Linked DNA regions of Muntiacus reevesi: region 2 is linked to region 1. The links are chromatin contacts, called in public Hi-C maps. All regions are on one chromosome and are shown on one strand. Each heading gives the region's core, a stretch centred on a gene start, on an enhancer-like site or on the middle of the called end of the contact. The rest is flanking DNA. Distances are from core to core; before and after follow the strand shown.

The links. A called contact is a pair of places that touch in the nucleus more often than the background predicts.
Region 2: a contact with region 1 is called in a Hi-C map of blood, with 3 times the contacts expected there. The contact joins the promoter of HCN3 here to the promoter of ASH1L in region 1. A contact is called at or near these places in 2 of 3 Hi-C or Micro-C datasets (blood and muscle).

Annotation. Positions count from the first base shown.
Region 1 is chr1:77,923,858-77,927,985 of mMunRee1.1, reverse strand. It overlaps ASH1L (ASH1 like histone lysine methyltransferase), which reads right to left and starts at 2,409. Exons shown (of 28, transcript XM_065902482.1): 1 at 2,357-2,409. DAP3 (death associated protein 3) reads left to right here and starts at 2,801. Exons shown (of 14, transcript XR_010658628.1): 1 at 2,801-2,952.
Region 2 is chr1:78,188,157-78,192,284 of mMunRee1.1, reverse strand. HCN3 (hyperpolarization activated cyclic nucleotide gated potassium channel 3) reads left to right here and starts at 2,387. Exons shown (of 7, transcript XM_065902683.1): 1 at 2,387-2,692. The coding sequence starts at 2,409.

The sequences.
Region 1 (4,128 bases), core at 1,160-3,659:
CTCTACCACAAACTGGGCACCCTATGAGATGCTTAAATACACTTGTATCCTTCCACAGTAAAACGTCTGGAAGATCTAAATTCCCTCCAAACTGAGTATACTTTTGAGGAAGGTTTTCTAGTTTCAACTGCACACTGACCTGTCTGCCTCACTCAACTCAATATGTATCACTGCCTCAGTATTTACCACTGTCAAGACAAATGTACTGGAGCTGCTTCAATAGGGTCACCTTGATTATTCTCACCCCAAGGCAGGGACCATTTATTGAGTAGTTACTCAGTAAACATTTGTTGAATTAATGAAAGAAGATCCTTTCTCCCTTAAAGTTAAGCTGTCAGCCCCCACCCTGCTTCTATGTTACCAGTTAAATATCCCTCCCTCAAATAGACAAACTCAAGTGTCAGAAACGCTCTGCTTCCTCCATAAACAAAAAGTAATATCCTCAATGGAATACCCCTCTCTCACAGGCCAACCTGGCAAAGACAACCTATGTTCTGTCTGGCACAACTAACTGATCTCTACCAAATACCATTCAATATGCCCCTATCTTTCCAAAACTCAGATCTGCCTGACAAAGATCTCCTGAGATGTCATGGTACGATGAATATACTACTGAACTAGGACTCAAAAGTATCTATTATAGTCCCAAGTTTGTCACCAATTTAATATGACCTTGAAAAGATTATGTCTTTATGCCTCAATTTCCTATTTTGTAAAATGGGAGGAAACACTCATCCTACCATTTCCACAGAGATTTATTTATAATTACAAACAAACTGAAAGAGCATTCTGAACAATATAAAAGCTTTATTCTATTACGAAGTGTTAATATTCTATTACGAAGTCAGGTCAACAAAAACTCCATCCATTCTTTATACACTCACAGTACATTGTTCAAGTAAAGATGTTCTGGGCCTTCACATCTGAACAATTCACTCTATTCTGAGCAACAAACTATTCTTAAGAATAGCTGACTATGATAAGTTTCTCCTATTCCTGACCCCACCACTTACATGCTATATTCCCAAAATACTGCCATGACTTTTCTTTGCTTGTATTAAGGCAATCCCAAACCCTAAAATACACAAACATATCAACCAGCAAGGAACATCCCAAGCTTTATTTTAAAAATAAGCTGGTATATGGGGAACTCCATTACACTTGTAAAAATACAAGCAAACTCTTCCGGAACACTTTCCTTCCTTGTATACTCACACAAACACAGCCGCTATACACCAACAGACCATCTGTCTTCTAGACCAAAAACATGTCTTTCAATGCCCAAAGCAACGAGTAACATTTATTAAACTTACGAAACTGAGATCAATCTGTCGTCCCTACCTGCAGTTCAGCATGTCAGAGACACCACAGATCTGACCGTACGGAAAATCTTCCCTCCTGCCACTTTTATCCCTTAAACGAAACAAACAGGACTATGGGGGATGCTCCAATCCTTCCTCCACAAGACACTAACTAACCTGTCAGGGGCACAGCCGACTCCGCCTCCACTCGCTTACTTTCCCGCCCCCTCCCCCAAGGCAGGAGCCCGCCTGTCAGGGACACCCCTTCACCCCCGCCAGAAGGGACTTCCCGGTAAGCTCAGGATCCCCTTCCCTGCTCTCCCCTCCCCCATCCTTACCACCGCTCTCCCGGAGGTCCAGGTCCGGGAGATGACAGTAGCTCCCAGGAAGCCAAGGACTGAGTCGCTGAGGAAGTACTTAGGCCCAAAGGCCTCCCCAGACGGTTCTACTCACCGTGTCAGAGGCCGAGGCCGAGAGAGATGAGAGTGCAGGGAAGTGGGGAAGAGGGGGCGGCCGCCACCAGGCTCCTCCGCTTCCCTTGGTCCACAGCGGATCCCTCCCGCTTGTCAGGAGGCGGCCAGCGGGTGAGCTGACTGACGGAAATGCGAGAGAGGAGAGGGGAAAGGCGTGGGGCTAAGCGGGGGAAACTGAGGGGAGGCGGGTCCCGCAACCGAGACGGGGATCTTCTCCCCCTCCGCAAAGCGAACCCAAAATGGCGGCGGGAGCGGCGGCGGCAGAGCGGCGGCGGCGGCAGCTCCTTGGGAGGGAGGGAGCGAAGGGCGCCTCGTGCCCCCCCACCTCCCACTCCTCCCTCCTCGCGTTTTCCCCCTTCGTCCTCCCCCCTCACCCGACTCGGGCGGCGGAGCGCGCACGCCCGCCCGCACGCGCCAGAGTGTATCTGGGCTCGTCGCTCGCTGCTCCCACCAACCACCGCCTTCGGCCGCCTTGCGCGCCCGCCAGCCAGTACGCACTCCCTCTGGGGCGCCTTCTGGCACAGTCCTCCCCTTCCCCTCGGCCCCTGTCAAGCCAGCTCTGGCGCGGGCCCTCACGCGTACCTTCAGCAGCGCGAGCCCAAGCCTCCTCCTCCACCTCCTCTCCTCTCCTCCCCCCCTTCCCCGCCCCCACTGCCACCAACCGCCGCCACGGCCGCCGCGGCCTCCTCCTCCTCCGGCCCCCCCGACATACCCTCCACCCCTCACGCGTGCGCCTCCCACAATCCCCCCCGCGGGACTGTTCCATTCCCGTCGGCTGCAGGAGCGGGGGAGAAAACGACAGGCGAAGTGGGCAGAGCTTGCCGTTAGGACACGAATTACCGCGAGTGACGGAGAGAAGCCTGTGGCTATTTACCTCGCTGGCGGCGCCGCGGCTTCCTTGTCTGGCCTTGCCCTGGCCGCGGAGAGCGGGTCGGGGGAGGCCTAGCGCCCCTCCGCTGGCGGGTGGTTGGAGGCCGCGGCGGCTGCGCATTGAGCAGCTTCCTGCCTCACGACTCGAGCTTGCTTCTCCGCTGCGGGACGCGCGGCGTGGACACAGCGCTTGACAGTGTCTGCAGTTTGCCGGGCGGGGAGCGCTGGTTTGTGACTCGGTGAGGAAATGGACCGGCACGGGGGTTGTACCCATGAGGGAAAGGAGCGGGACTCCGAACCTTCATGAGGTAGGGAGTGAGACCAGTAGGGCCGGCGACCGTCCTTAGGGGGCTTCCCTTTGGGCTCTAGTGTTGCGGACCTAGAACCCAGGAAAGAACCCACTCAGTGGTCGACTTTTTCTTCTTTTTTTTAAACCCAGCTTAAATTTCTCGAATTTCACCCTACTGTTTATATGCGATGATGTTTTTTGTGCATTTTTACGCATTTCTCGTGGATGGATGATGAATGGATGAAATGTTTTCAACCCCATTAGGCAGCCTGGTTAGAGAATAAGGATTCCATATATATCAAGTTCAGGTCTGGACTCTTATCTGCCGTGTCTTGTGTGTCCTTCAGAAAATTATTTTTCTTAGTTCTTTATCAACAAGAAACGAAAAATTGAACATAGGAATTAATGAGCCCCTAATCTGCCTTCAGGGTTGATGTGCTATGAAATAATATGTGTAGAGTCTAATTAACTCCTAGGTACAGGGAAAGTGCAGTGTTATGTTATCGTTCACGGTGATGTTGATAAGGTTTGTGGATGTAATTGGTAGTTTGTGTCCTATTCTTCCAAATCGTTAGTAAAACAATGCAAATCTAGGTCTATCAGATTTCTATAGTTGTTGATACTTGTGTCTCAAAACTCTGCATGAACATTTACTTTTTCTTGATTGAATTCAAAAGAAATATGGACTATTAAAAGTCACAGATAATTCCAAAGCTCTCTTCTAGTAATCTTTTGTTTCACCTTGTAGGCAAAGCTGAATACATGAGGCAAGGGATCCAGTTAGGTTTCCCTTTTCTTTCACATCTGTGGACTTCTAGAGATCTGGAAACAGTTTGAAAATCACTGTACTACATTAATCTCAAAGGCCATTCAAGCTCTAAAGTTAGACACTCCTGAATTTCCTCCTTACCATATTTCAATATATGGGTCTGGTTTTGTTTGCTTGCTTTGTTTTGTTTTGTTTTGTTTTTAAAGGGAAATTCGCCTCAGTTACCTCACTCTGTATTTGCTTTTCGTAACCTTAAGTCCCAACTTTTTCAGGGAGCTGTTTAGGAGCTGTTGATCTTTTTTAATTGTGCCATGTACACAAGTGTGTTGCTTACTAAAAGCATTTTAAATTTGTTGTCAGGGACTATATCTAACATTTCTTTTATATTCTTTGGTAGTTTAGTGTAAAGCAAGTCATGGAAATATT
Region 2 (4,128 bases), core at 1,138-3,637, 260 kb before region 1:
TCGGCCGGTTGGAGCGAGGAGTTGCTGGGGGCGGAAGTTCATGGGGCGGGGATAGAGTCGCCGGGGATTACCAGGCCGAGCTGCCCCACTTAGTGTCTTTCCGTAGCTTTCCTCAATCTTTTATCTATTTCATGAGACTTCTATGTCTTGTTTTGTTAAGTTTGAAGGTTGAAAAGAGGGCTTGTCGTTTATGGGATGTCGCCGCTCTGCTAACCTTTTGAGGCTTGTGATGCGGTGTGATTCTCCAGCATAGCCTCTAAATATTCAGTTCTTATAAAACAGTTCGGCAACCTAACCACAGCTAAGAGTACTCCCACCTTTCCTCTTGAACAAAAGCTATGCACTTTTGGGAGAGGGGCGGGTCATCGCCTTAGAGGTAAGGTTTGAAAAATGGATTGATGGAGAATCAAGCGCCAAAGGGAAAATTTGAGAACTTTATGTTACGTACTTACACGTAATATATGAGAAGTGTAAATTTACTGAATTAAAAAATAAAAAGGAAAAAGAAGGAGGCGTTGAGAAAAACTAGGTGAGTTAAAGACGCTATAGAAGGAATTGAGTAATAATAAGGGAAATGAAAAGAATAACCTGAGGATAACTATATTCAAGTAAAGAAATATCAGAGGGGAGCCAGGATGGAAGATAATCAGATGGAGCTTACATCAGTTGGCCAGAAATAGTTTAGAAAAAGTTCCTAAAACAGATGAGGAAGGGTAATGAAGAGGTGAGGAGGAAGTGTAGTTCACTTCCTCTTCCATGAACACTTTCCCTTTTTCATTCAACAACCATTTACTAAGTGTCCACTTTGTGTTTAGCATTGTGTCAGGTGTAAGGCTCCTGTTTCAGAGCTCCATAGTCTAATGGAAGAGAAAGACCTTCTCTTCCATAAAATAATGGCAGCCTTGTGACAAGAGATGTTATGAACAGTGGTGCCCTGGTCACTGTAGGAAAGCTGTAGACTAGACCCTAGCTTGAAAAGAGTTATAAATGCAAATCTAGGTTTCCTAGAGGAGATGACATCTGAACCAACTGTTGAAAAGTGAATTGGAGAAGACCAGGCAGAGAAAATACAAAGGTCTAGAGACAAAGCAGAACAAAGCATTTAAACAGAATTGGAGTCCTGGCTTTCAAGAGAGGAACTATCAGAAGAGAGGTTGTTAAAACTAGGTCCAGATTTTACAGGGCCTTGATGTCATTCTAAGGAGTTTAACTGTAATCCCATAGAAGATGGGGACGTTGAAGGACATTAAGCAAGTGATAAAGCTACATTTGGATTTAGGAAGGTAACTCTGGCAGACTGTGGGAAACTAATTGCCCCGAGAGAGTTTAGAGACCCCTTAAGAGGCATCTGAAATAATCTAGGTGAACAAATTCTGAGCACTTGAAATAAGGCAGTGACAAGAAGTGGAAATAAGGGGAAGAATTTGAGATATTTAATAACTTTTAGGGAATTCCCTGCCAAATCAGTGGTTAGGACTCTGCACCTTCACTGCCAAAGGCCCAAGTTCAATCCCTGGTCAGGAAACCAAGATCCTGCAAGCTGCCTAGCACAGCACCCCGCCCCTCAAAAGAGAATTTACAGCCCTTTCCATCACATAGCACTATAATTTACCTGTCCAGCCTGAAAGCATAGACAAGCGCTGGCTTTATGGACAGGACTTTGTGTTCATCCTTGTATCCTCAGCGTCCACGCAGTGACTGGCAGAGTTCTTGGTGAGGGGCCGGCAGATGAGTTTGGAAATGAAATACTAGAGGGAGTAATATCAAGACGTCAGAGGAAATGAGTATGCCTAGGAGAGTGTTGAGAGGGGAAAAAAAGTGAAATGCAGGAAGTCCGTAAGGCAGAGTGGATAAGAGGAAGCTCAAAAGCCATTCCCCATCTCTTCCAATGGTTCCCAGTTCCTCGCCCTCCCAAGCCTCACGAGCTACAACCAGCGTCCGGTTTTCCCGCCACTTGCGGGCGGCTCCGCCTCCCTGGCGCTCAGTGGATAAAAGCCCTTCAGCCCTAGACCACGCCCTCTCTGTTGGCTTTGGCAGCGTTTCCCCACCTTCTCTTCCTATACTTGGAGGACGGCCCACAGTGGCTAAGCCACGCCTGCTTCAGTGTCCCTCGGGTTACGGACTACATTGGTCCCACCTCTTTCCGAGATGGCTCTCGGTCGACCCCGCCTCCGCCCGCCCTGCCCAGCCTCCGCTCGGCTGTCGCCAGGGGGCGCAGCGCGACCCGCCCGCCGCCCTCGGAGTCTGTCGCACACACCCCCTCCGCCCGGCGCTCTGGCAGTTCCCAGCCGACTACGCCTCCGCTCCGAGCCAGCCGGCTGCTCCCGCTCCGACTCCGGGAGGGGTCGAGGGGTCCCGAATGGCCGCAGCAGGGTCTAGGAGGCCAAACGTGTAAGCTGACGGGCGTCATGGAGGCGGAGCAGCGGCCAACGACTGGGGCCAACGACGGGGCGACCCCTGGGCTGGAGGCTGCGCCTCCTGCTGCCCCGGCATCTACAACCACAGCCTCGGGTCCGATCCCTGGGTCCAGGCCCGGGCCCGAGACCAAGAGGAGGCAGCTCGGGACCCTGCTCCAGCCCACGGTCAACAAGTTCTCCCTTCGCGTGTTCGGCAGCCACAAAGCAGTGGAAATCGAGCAGGAGCGGGTCAAGTCAGCGGGGGCCTGGATCATCCACCCGTACAGCGACTTCCGGTACTCGGGGTCCGGCAGGGTGGGCAGGGGACACAGCTTCCACCCCCAAGGCCGCGACACGGGAGCCGGGCCTGCCCCACCCTCCACGGACACTTCATTTCCGGCCCAGGGGTCCCTTGGTGGGCCGACAGAGTCACTTCCCCCAACCTAATCCTTGGGTGAAGGATCCCCAGCCGGAGGTTCTCGGTGACTTTTCAGGCTAGGGGAGCTGGAAGGGACAAGCGGACACCAGAGACCTGGGTTTCCCATTTCAAAAACCGGACACCCCACCAGGACCAAGGGGAATACTGAAATTAGGGACTGTTGTCTCCTCCAGTTCTGCTTGCTGGGGATCTGGGAAATTTCGTCATGTTCCGAAACTCAGGGTCAGCCTAAAGGAGAAACCGAGCTGTCCCCTCTGTCCCCATTTCTACCCCCAGTACCTGCCTAGTTCAGCAGGGCAGGCTCCCCCAAAAATAGGGATGCCAGGGAAGGGGAGAAAGGGAGTGTCCAGACAGCCGCTCTGATCGCTGTCCCTGGTGCTGAAGATGGGATTCGGCGGGCTAGGGCCTGGACTCAGTGATTTGAGGCAGCAACAGAGGGGCAAGTCCACTGCCCATGTGACACCGCCTAGGTGACTACCAGAGACAAGGGGTGAAGAGTGGGGGTGGGGCCATTCCATGGTCCCCATCAGGCTGTACCTCTACATCAAGGTCGCTAGGGGAGGAGAGCAACCCTGTCCTTGGAGGAAATGAAGGGCAGCTTTTGGATGAGGCAAGGATATGTGCAAAGCACCTATCCTGGGGAGCTAAATGAGCAGAGAGGATGAGGTGTGAATCAGGAGCCTGGAAACACCATTGGAAACCTAGACGTCATTTTAATCCACAGACATACACACTCCCTTAGTGTTCTTCTTTCCTTCATTGTTCCTTTCACTTCCCTCTTTTTTACTGTCTCAATATCACCCTATAAGTGCACCTTTTCTAGTCTGCTGTACATCTCCCTCCTTCCCCCCATTTCACTCTCAAATGTATTCCCATAAACCATGTATCCCCGTTATTATTGTGCTTCTTCTCCATCCTCTCTCCTGTATCACCCGCCAGGCTTGTGACTGCCTGTGAGTCAGGCTGTGAAGATGCTCTATGGCAAGGAGCATTTGGAAAGAGCATTTCCTCTTTCCCTTTCCTCTCCCAGCTTACAGTACAGGATTTCTCCAGTGGCCAGGAAAGAGAAGAAGAAGAGATCCAGGGTTTGCTGTTGATTGAAATCACACAAGGCTTCCTGGAGGCCTGGGCTTGGGGACCACCAAGTTTCATCCAGGGGCTGAAAGGATTGATTTTTTTCAGTCAGAGTCAGAAGGGGCTGGGTCCTCAGTTGATGCTGCAACTAGGTGTGTACTGAAATTGAAACTGCCATATCTGATTGGGACCTTCAGATTGTCCAACGATCTTCTTTGA